Linked DNA regions of Rattus norvegicus: all the other regions are linked to region 3. A link is a contact called in public Hi-C and HiChIP or PLAC-seq data. All regions are on one chromosome and are shown on one strand. The core of a region is the stretch at or near the end of the contact, and the rest is flanking DNA. Distances in the headings are between cores, read along the strand shown. Region 1 holds the start of Dhx40 (DEAH-box helicase 40). Region 2 holds the start of Cltc (clathrin heavy chain). Region 3 holds the start of Ypel2 (yippee-like 2).

Evidence for each region. A called contact is a pair of places that touch in the nucleus more often than the background predicts. HiChIP or PLAC-seq counts read pairs in DNA pulled down with a chosen protein or histone mark.
Region 1: a Hi-C map of Schwann cells shows a contact between it and region 3, with 2.7 times the contacts expected there. The contact joins the promoter of Dhx40 here to the promoter of Ypel2 in region 3. A contact is called at or near these places in 7 of 12 Hi-C or Micro-C datasets (the A7r5 cell line, Schwann cells, frontal cortex and 4 more).
Region 2: an H3K27ac HiChIP or PLAC-seq map of oligodendrocytes shows a contact between it and region 3, with 9 times the contacts expected there. The contact joins the promoter of Cltc here to the promoter of Ypel2 in region 3. A contact is called at or near these places in 3 of 12 Hi-C or Micro-C datasets (the A7r5 cell line, Schwann cells and mammary epithelial cells) and 1 of 1 datasets of contacts at active chromatin or transcription factors (oligodendrocytes).

Annotation. Positions count from the first base shown.
Region 1 is chr10:72,117,251-72,120,253 of GRCr8, forward strand. It overlaps Dhx40 (DEAH-box helicase 40), which reads right to left and starts at 1,542. Exons shown (of 18, transcript NM_001005873.1): 1 at 1,339-1,542; 2 at 378-545. The coding sequence starts at 1,450.
Region 2 is chr10:72,069,215-72,072,476 of GRCr8, forward strand. Cltc (clathrin heavy chain) reads right to left here and starts at 1,477. Exons shown (of 31, transcript NM_019299.2): 1 at 1,338-1,477. The coding sequence starts at 1,379.
Region 3 is chr10:72,299,330-72,302,719 of GRCr8, forward strand. Ypel2 (yippee-like 2) reads right to left here and starts at 1,795. Exons shown (of 5, transcript NM_001108286.2): 1 at 1,659-1,795.

The sequences.
Region 1 (3,003 bases), core at 292-2,791, 180 kb before region 3:
GAAAAATAACATCCTTTTATTTCTCCACCTTATCATATAACCAAAGCTGGCTTGGAACTCACTAAGTACACCATATTGGCTTCAAAACTCAGAGATGCTCCTGACTCTGCCTACCAAGTGCTGGGATCAAGTGTGTGTCACCATGATCGGCCTTCTTCGTTTACTATTATTATTACTATTATTATTATCATTGTAATTTAAAATGTTACCCAAACAATTCCAGAACCTGAAATAAATCCAGAAAGACAAGGAGACATAGGGAGGTGGTTCTGGAAAAGCAAAGCAGCAATGGGCATTTGCACACCACAGTCCTTTAATAAACCTTAAAGAAGTTTTCTCTCTTTAGTGCCTCCAGTTTTATCCGAGAATAAAATTACCTGCTTCATAAAGGTATTTAGGGAGTTGAGTTGTTTTACCACTTCCTGTATTTCCAGTAACGATGAGGAACGAATTGTCCCTCACAGCTTGAATGAGCTTTTTTCTTTGTTTCTGAATAGGAAACGTTGGAGTTGTTCCTCCCTCCTGTGATGTGCATCCTTTCTCTTCTGTAACAACACAAAAATAATTATGTGATTGAAACACCTAAGATCTCTCTGATAATGCCTCGGTCCTGAAAGAAGAACTTGCAGTAATCAAGGGTCACTCTATGACTTTTAAGTTATGTCAACCATATACAAATCACGTGAAAGTTTATAAACTCAGAATAACTTTTTGGCAAAATCAAACAACTTCAACATTGTTGATGAGTAACTCAACGTACTTGACAAAGTCAGTCTAGCACAAGGCAATGTGTATGTATGCATACCTATCTAGAAGTACTAAACTCAATTTTATTAAACAATAGACCAAAAACCTGAGCACAGCGGAACAACTCTGAGAAGAATAAGAAGCCACCTGTATTTGCTTCTGATTCACAGTTCAAGTTAGGTCCCTGTTCAGAGTGACTGATATCCCAGAAGGCCAAGTGGTGGGTAACCATGGAAACTGGCTCCTGGAAACGGGCTCCCTTCATATCGTACCCAAAGGCAGGCTGGCGGCCCGACGAAGGGGAGGGGGATGAACGGGTAGAGAACAAAGGCTTTATGAGGCTGTAGAACAGCAGAAGGCATTTGGGCGTTGGGGTCCACTTTCTTGCCCCCCAGCGAGGTTCTCACCCAACTTGGGTTTGGGACCGCCCCCCTCTAAGCCAAAGTGCTCACTGGACGCAAAGTTCGCCGTCTGGCTTAAAAGACCAAAAGAACACCTAAGCTTCCTCCCCACCTCCTCTGACACCCACAAATACACTTTTCACCCCGCAAATAACTCCCGCCGGCTCCCACAGCGTCCCGCGGACCGCACCTCTGTCAGCGATGCGAACAGCTGACGGCCGCTCTTCCTGGAGCTCTACTGGCCGCTCGCCCTCCTCCTGCCGCCTTGGCGCCCTGCCCGCGACGGCGGGAAACCGGGACATAGACCCGGTCCGGAGAAGAAGCGAACACGTCCACGGAGCCGAGGAGATGGGAGGGGAAAAGCGAGGGCGCGCCCTGATGACGTTGGGGTGTTTACTTCCGCGCGTGCGACTGGCTGCGAGGGGTGGGGAAGCAGCTCGATGACGTGGCGGCGTCTGCTTGGACGCGCACGGACCCGCGCTCCTGGGGGTCCGAGGCCCCACCCCCGAGGAGTCCCGCCCACTGCCACGTGCCTCCATCAGCCGCGAAGTCACACCTGAACACCTAAAGGCCAGTTCAGGATTTTTCTGGTGTGAAATATGGCAGAGCAATACGTCCCTTAGGTGCTATAGCATCCCAAGTCTTGTCTATCTCCAGACACACCAGTTGAAATGACCCTTTCCCAGGAGCCGAAGCCATCCTACAATGCGACCTTGGGCAACTCTCTACCTATCTCCCTATCAAGACACATGGCTTCTGAGTTGCCCGCCAACTAGTAGTTCTGCAGTTTTCAAAGCTTAGATTCCCATGCTGTTTCACTCCCTTCGGGAAGCCCTTCATTTACATCTATTTGCATATTTCCATACCCTCCTAGAGGCTGGGAAGGCCCACAAGAGTTAGACTTTACAAACACTATTCAGTGTACACCCAACGGAAGCTGTGACTCAAGGTGGGTAATAGAATACATGAATGAATACCGTCTGTTTTAAAATAAGCTGACTTCTAATGGAAGTACGTTCCTTCGGAAACACAACTGCTGAAAATTCTACAGGTACACACTATCTGAGGTGGGGTTGTTTATTTATTCTACCACTGAACTATACACTAAGTCCCCAATATACCTTTAACACTGGGGACTTGGAGTATATATAGTTCAGTGGTAGAATACTTATCTACTATATGGGAGGCCCTGGGATGCCATACCCAGAACAACACATAAACTTGATCAAAGCTGAATGTGGTGACTTGTACCCATGGTTCCAACACCAGAGGTAGAGGCAGAAGAATTACTATGAGTTCCAGGTTACCACTGACATAATTCTGAGAAATAGATCCTGTCTCAGAAGAGGAAGTGAATAAAGGGGAGAGGGAGAAAGAAGAGGGGGAGGAGAGAGGAAGAGAGGAGAAGAAAAGAGGGGAGGAGGGAGGGAGAGCGGTGGGGAGGATCTTGGACCAGTCCTTCAATGATAATACCGGCTGATTGTATAAGTTGAGTCAGTTGTAACAAAATGTGAAGAAACCTGCTTCTTACACTTCATCACTATGTAGCTCAGGCTACCCTGGAACTCATGATCTTTCTGCCTCAGGTATCCAAGTGCTAAGATGGCGGATAGATGGCATCGTGTCCATTTGCTTCCTGCACTTTTCATTAGTTTCTGCTGTTAAAACTAATCACAGTTTATAGGAAGGCAACATAAAACTGCCGTTCACCTATCAACCCAAGACCTTACTTGGGTTGAAAAGATGTAAGATGTTGTTAGAATCCAAGACTTTGCTTTAAAATGTATGTGTATCAACAACTTTTTAATGAAACTGATTGACAACTCCTTTAATGCAAGTTTGTCAGATTTCAAAT
Region 2 (3,262 bases), core at 227-2,726, 230 kb before region 3:
AAATATTTAATTATTTTACTTGTAGCTGAATTTTAGTTAACCCTGTTTATTATCAAACATCTTTTACGTGTATCAACGGAGAACAGTAAATCAGATTGCCTTCAATGATAAAGCACTCAATAAGTTACCAATATTTGAACTGGATCGTTACACCTTCCCTCATGAAATTAGCCCTTCAAAAGATGAAGCTGAAAGCAGATTTCTTTATGGGGATATTTGGGGGGAAGTAAATTATTATGAATAAATTATGATGTTAAAGAGTCAGGACAAGAGAACCAGGAAAAGCAGCAGTTCAGAAGAAGCTTAATTCAGCGAAGCCCTCCAATGGTCACCTGCCTAGGCCAACTGCTGGCATGGTGCCAGGTTAGACAATGGTGTATTGACTCCAGGATAAGGTGCAGTGGGGGGAGGGGGGCACCCCAGCCTATTAAAAAGAAGCCAGTTATAGATCAACTTGTCAGGTACTGTCTCAGAGCAGGTATGCATTTACAGCACTCCAGGCTCTGTTGAATTCCACACAGTCCTGTGAGACATACTCCTGCCTTAATCCCACAACTACCTGCTAGATTCCAAAAGACCATAAATAACCTCTAAATAACTCTCCCTACCTACAAGAATCAAAGTGAGTCTTAGAACTACACTAACCCTTGAAGAAACCAAGAAAGGAAAAATATGCGCGTTCCCCTTGGGACCTTGACCCCAGGCACCCTGAGACTGACACCGCCCCTAGCCGCCCCTCTATCTTCTTTCTGTTCCTTCAGTGAGTGTGACCTTCGGTTCTTTACAGATTCAGGGAAGGCAAGACACAAGCCACTGCTACCCTAACCCCAAGGTGCCTTTCTCAGCTGTGAGCTGCAGAGCGAAGATGCAGCTCCTCCCCAACCCACCCGCCACACAATTCCTGGGTGCAGACTCGATGTGGAAATCGGAATAGACCAAGGGAAGGTGACAGCCCTGCATCGCCCGGAGTTAACGAGAATTCTTGCTCTGGGAGAAACGCGCGAGAAGCTCCCCCACCTAGCCCCTACCCAAATGAATGAACTGAGTAAAATGGGAAGGGGGGTCTGGTATGCGCAGTTCTTGCAATCCAGGAAGCAGAAATAAGAGGCCGTCAGACGTAAGGCCTGGCCTCGCCGCCCTTTGCACTCCGATTCGTCATTTCCATCCTAGTCTCATATCGTTTAACCCTTTAAGCTTTTAAGACAGTGTCCTTCCTCCATCAATGCCAAATACCGACACCCCCCCACTCCCGTTCTCTCGATCCCCTTCGGGCCGGGCCGCTAGCTTCCTTCCCAATACCCTCGAAAAGTCCCTCAGCAGCCCCGACTAACACGCACCTGGAGATGCTCCTGAAAGCGAATTGGCAGAATCTGGGCCATGGCGCTGTCGGGGAGTATGGTCTCCTCCTGTCACTGGGGCTGCAGGGCAGTGCCTGCCCGGGCTCTCCAAGGGAGAGGAGGAGAAGGGGAAGGGAGGGGGAGGTTGGGCTCAGAGGAATACTCTCCGGGGACGTAGGGAACTGGCAGGCAGACGAGAGAGCTTGGGTCGGGGGCGGAGGCTCCAAGGGCCGGGAGAGCCGCAATGGCGGAACCGGGAGCAGCGCAGACTCCGGAAACGGCTGAGCCCTGCGGAAGGATCCCGGGGCAGAACTCCGCCCAGCCTCCTCACCCTGTCCGCCTTATGTAGCCTTCCACGAACCCCGTGCAGCGGACAGGCGTAGGAATTCAGGGACGCAGTGCGCGGATCGCTCTTCGCTGATGCGGCAGCGGGGAAACAGAGGAACCGAGGGACTACTTTTTCTAGACTCATCACTTTCCCCAGGCTCCGGTTTCTCCCTCCTCCCCTCCCCCCCACCTTTTTTTTTTTTTTAACATTTTGCCACATCATGCGACTCGGGGCGAACTACGTCATTTCCGTAGGCGCTGTAGGACCCACCCACGCACTTCCAGGTGCACGTGATGCGGGTAGGGAAGGGTCGGTTGACGGCTGCCAGAGTGGAGGGCGAGAGTTAGGGACTGGCCGCTGCTCCTGGGGTTGAGGTGGCCGTTGAGCCCCCTGCCGGCGTGGCGACCGGGGCGTGAGGACACCGAGTGCCTGAGGAGAAGGCCGCGGCGTCGGCGCCGCGGTGACTAAGGGAAAACGGCCCCGCCGCAGCGCTCTTTGGGCGGCTGACTGCGGCGCGCCTCCCCCGCCCGGTTTCACGCAGTGGGTGGTTGCTGACACCTCAGGGAGGGGGGATCGTGCTGAGCTGCAAGCCTCCCTGCCCTGACGCACGCCCTTCTGACGCCAGGAGAGCCGGATGGCTCTCGAGTGCCTCAGATAAACCATCTCAAAGGACAGTGAAGGCCATGTGAGAAGTGTCTCCTGCTGGCCCTGGAGAGAGCTTCCGCGGACATTTTGGTGGACTTACACCAGCCTAATGTAGAGATTAGTTTGGCCTTTGAGAGTTGGGAGTGTTCGGCAACCTGAAAATCTTTAAAGGTTTAGATCAAAGGATGGATGGTGAAAGAAACCTCGAGGGCTTTCTTGGAGCGGAGGGATTGACTGTTGGTCATACACGTTAGTAGGATCATTGCCTGTAGTAGCAAAGTGGGCAGTGTAAGCTCTTCAAAACCGGAGCACCTTGCCTGACTACAGCACTAAGGTATCTGCAGCATTCATTAGCGATTCATAGCCGCTCCAGAGCTCTTGCTAAAGTGTAAGGTGTAATGTTTCACAATAGCACCAATAAGGATGATTTAGAGAATTCAATTCCTCATATTTCATCTTAATTCCCCTGAAAGTTCTTGAGAAAGTTATTTTCAATGCCCCTTTCACCTAAAGAACATAAGACACCACTGGGTATACAATAATTTTGTGTAAGCGGTTTTGCTTACAGAAATCTGCTTAGTCATTTTAGTTGCTTTTAGTGTTTCTCCAAATACTGCCTTTCATACCTGGGCTGAGAGAAACAGGCAAGTGAGAAGGCAGTCAGCCCCCCGTTGTGAAGAAGAGCCTTGCCACCATATTTAGGATGCTTTGTGTTTGTATAATTTCACTTAAACATTTGAATGCTCTCTCCTGCAACGTTTGAAACGATAGTTTTAATATGAGTCTAAAGACTTTAAGTCTTTTTTTAGAAGTGGACAAATTCTAAATTCAAAGGGAGATATTGTTTTACTGCAGAAATGTCAGTAGCTTAATCAAATGGCATTTTCAATCTTAGAATTTGGGGTGTAAGAGCAGATCACCACAGTTTAATTTATTGACAAGTGCCTTATAC
Region 3 (3,390 bases), core at 545-3,044:
GACCAGGCTGGTCTTGAACTCAGAGATCTGCCTGCCTCTGCCTTCCGGGTTACTGGGATTAAAGGAGTGTATTCTTATGTATGTTCCTCTCCATGTCCCACTCTGATCTCAAGTCCAGCAGAGAGGTCCAAGAAATGATGTCACTGAATTCTAAACTAAGGCAGAACCCAACTGAGGCAGGGCATGAGCCTAGGACCTCCACTTCATCTCATCTGGCCCTGTCAATGGGACAGATCACAGTGCCTAAGGGAAGTTTACCCAGCTCTCCCCAGGCTGGGCTTATTGTCAGTGTAAAGAACTCACAGCCACACATATCACAGCTCAGGACAAAAACGGGGGTGGGAGCACACGAACCAGTCACAGCGATACGTATTATGAAAATGTTCTAATAAAGACATTATTTTGTAAACTACAGAATTTAAGAGTGAAACTTCCTCAAAAATAAGAATATCAAATGCTAAGAAAGTGAAGGGCTGATGGACTGAACTCAGGTAAAGCCTACAGCAGTGTGTGCCAAAAGGAAAAGCAACCCTATTTTCCTGATCAGATCCTGTGAACCCCCAAACCAGACTACTGCAGAGCCTCAAGCATAAGATTTACTGTAATACCTTTGTGCCTCTAATGTTCTGTAAATGGGGTTCAGAAAAGTAATCCCTAGTCTTCTTGTCCAGTGCTCTGGACAGGGAACCCATCTTACTAGAACGAAGATGAGCATGAGGAACAAAAGACTAATAAGACTGCAACTCAGTGGCTCAAAGACCCTCCAACGTGGCAACAACAAATCAACAAGGAAGCCAAAAAAGCAGGGCTCCGGGGCATTTACCATTTCCAGCAGCCGGACTGTGGAAGTCTGGGAAAACCGGGGGATATCCACTCTGCTTTTTAAAAACTGTGGGTAAAAGTGAAGTCAGAGGAGGCAGGCAGTTCTTTGCACAAGGGGTCCAAAGGAACAGTGCCACCCCTGCTAAGTGCCAGCCACAAGATGGGAGTAAGGCTCCACTGTTTCGGAAAAATCACCCTAACTAAGGGAGTCAGCAACCAGGCAGGTAGAACTTGAAGCAGGAAGAGACAGGAGCCAGCTCCTGGGAGGGACCCTCCGCAGAGGCCCCCGCAGCAAGTCTAGCAACAAAGTTCGCGCCCACCCCTTGGCAAGGCCGCTGGGGAGGCGCCGGGAAGCGTCCAGGCAGTTACTCGCTGTGGTTCCCTTGGCCTGAGGCTGCCGAAGCGCCCCCGGGACTTTTGAGGGCGATGAGCCCCAGACCCAAGTATCTCGATGGAGACATGGACGGCACAGCTGGGTGTCACCGGGTGCCACCGGTGGGGGAGGGGGATCACGCTGAACAAGGGAGTCGGTGGCGCCCAGGTCTCTGGGTCCCCCCACCCCCATATTTGCCGGGCAGCTCGTCGTCACCCGCAAGTCCCGAACCCAGAGCGCGCGCCAGTGTTTGTAAACAAACCGGTCACGTGGCCGCAGCAACCCGCTCCCCGCCCCTAGCACCCCGGGAACCTTCGGGGAGCCCCCTCGGGACCGCGACAACACCGCCCAGCTGAGCCGGGCTGCACGCAGCGCGGGAGCCCGACCGTCCCCAGGGCGCACAGCCCGAACCGGAGCGGAAAGCGCCCCACGCCCACGCGAGCCCAGCTCGAGATCCCCATACCTGGCGGCAGGCTGCCGGGTCCGGCCAGCCCCGAGCTCGGCTGCTCCGGAGTGCTTGGCGAAGAAGGGCTGCACGGCTGACTCTAGCGCTCCCAGCGCGCTCTTAAAGCCACAGTCTCCGCCACCGCCACCGCCACTGCCGCTCCGCATCCCTCCGAGTCCGGGCTGGGGGCTTGCCGAGTGACAGACGCGCCCCCGCGCCTATCCCATCGGCTCAGCACATAGCAACACGCCACTGGTTGGTCCGGCACGGCCGCAGCCCATCCGGGAGAAGCCAATCACTGGAGGACGGAACTCCGCCCCTGCTTTCCCTGCCTCCCGCCCCCAACCCCCACCCGCCCCTCGGCCCTGGCGGGGCGCGCGTGCGAGGAGTGTGGCAAGGTCTGGTCCCGCCAGTCCCGGCAGCTGGCGGGCGGGGCTGGGAAAAGAGGTGATTAGAGTGGGGGAGCTCTCTGAGATAGGAGCCTGTTTGTTTGGGTTTACTGGGGTTCCCAGGATCCGGGGCTATGTTGGGAAGTGGGATTTACAATGCTTTTGTTTTGAGACCCTAGATAGTGATTCCTCACTCCACTTTTAAGCCACGCTTGACCCAGAGCCTAAGTTACTAGAAGTGACCCTCAGAGTTCAAGGCAGGTATGTACTTAATAAGATAGTACCAGTGTCGTCAGGCCCACCCATGCCCTGCTCAGAAGCAGAAAGATAAGTCTCTATTCCCTCTGCCTTGCTAGTAATTTCCTAATTAAAACTAGGAAAAGGGTTGCCTGGTGTGTTCGAGTCCCTGAGTTGAATCCCCTGTACTGAGAGTGGGAGAGCATGGAGAAGGACTATAGAGAAACTGGAGTCCCTATTGCTAATGGCTAGTGAGGTCTATTAGCAACGAAAAATAGAACAAGAATAGTCAAAGTGACCAAAGGGGAGGAGCTTGCCTTCTGGGTCAGTGGGGTGGTGCTTTTCAAGGAAGAGAGGGTTAAAAAATAAACTCCTGACAGTCGGGAAGTCCAGGGAGGCACCAGGTGGGTGGAGTGGGGCAGTCTTCCGACAGGAAAACAGGTCAATTTGATAAAAGGATTTCTGCCAGAGGAGACAGCAGATCCTCTAAGCCGCTGGGATTCTGAACGGTGTTGGGGCAAAATACGTGTTTCCATTACCATTTTAGAAGAGAAGAAAACACGTGGTAATTGGACAGGTTGGTTCGTGCTTTATAACCCAAGGCTTGGGAAGTGATCAGAAGTTCAGGTCATCCTCAGCTACATAATTCCAAGGTCGCCAGGTCACTGAAAAAGAAAAAGACAAAACGAACATTCGGGGTGTGGAAGGAGGCTGAGGAAACTTTTGGTCTCCTCTCTGGTAGCAGTTTACACATAAACCCAGAATGGTATTTCTCCCCAGGTGCCTCAAGATGTCACCTGTCACTCCACTCAGCTGTTTTTAGTATACGGGCAATCAACCAAATTATCTTCAGTGAATGTAGCTCACGTGGTTAGGGATGAATTCAGTCCCAACGTTGGTAAGAACAAAACTACCTCATATTTGTTGGTAGATACTGGTTTCTGTGTAAGGGCACTGTCAATATTTACAACTGACCACTTTGGGAGGTGTAAACCCTGGAGTCAAAACGCCTTCAGCTGATTAATCACAAACTTGAAAAGATTTGAGATTGGATCTTTAAGAAGATACATTAAGGGGTTGGGGATTTAGCTTAGCGGTAGAGCACTTGCCTAGCAAGCGCAAGG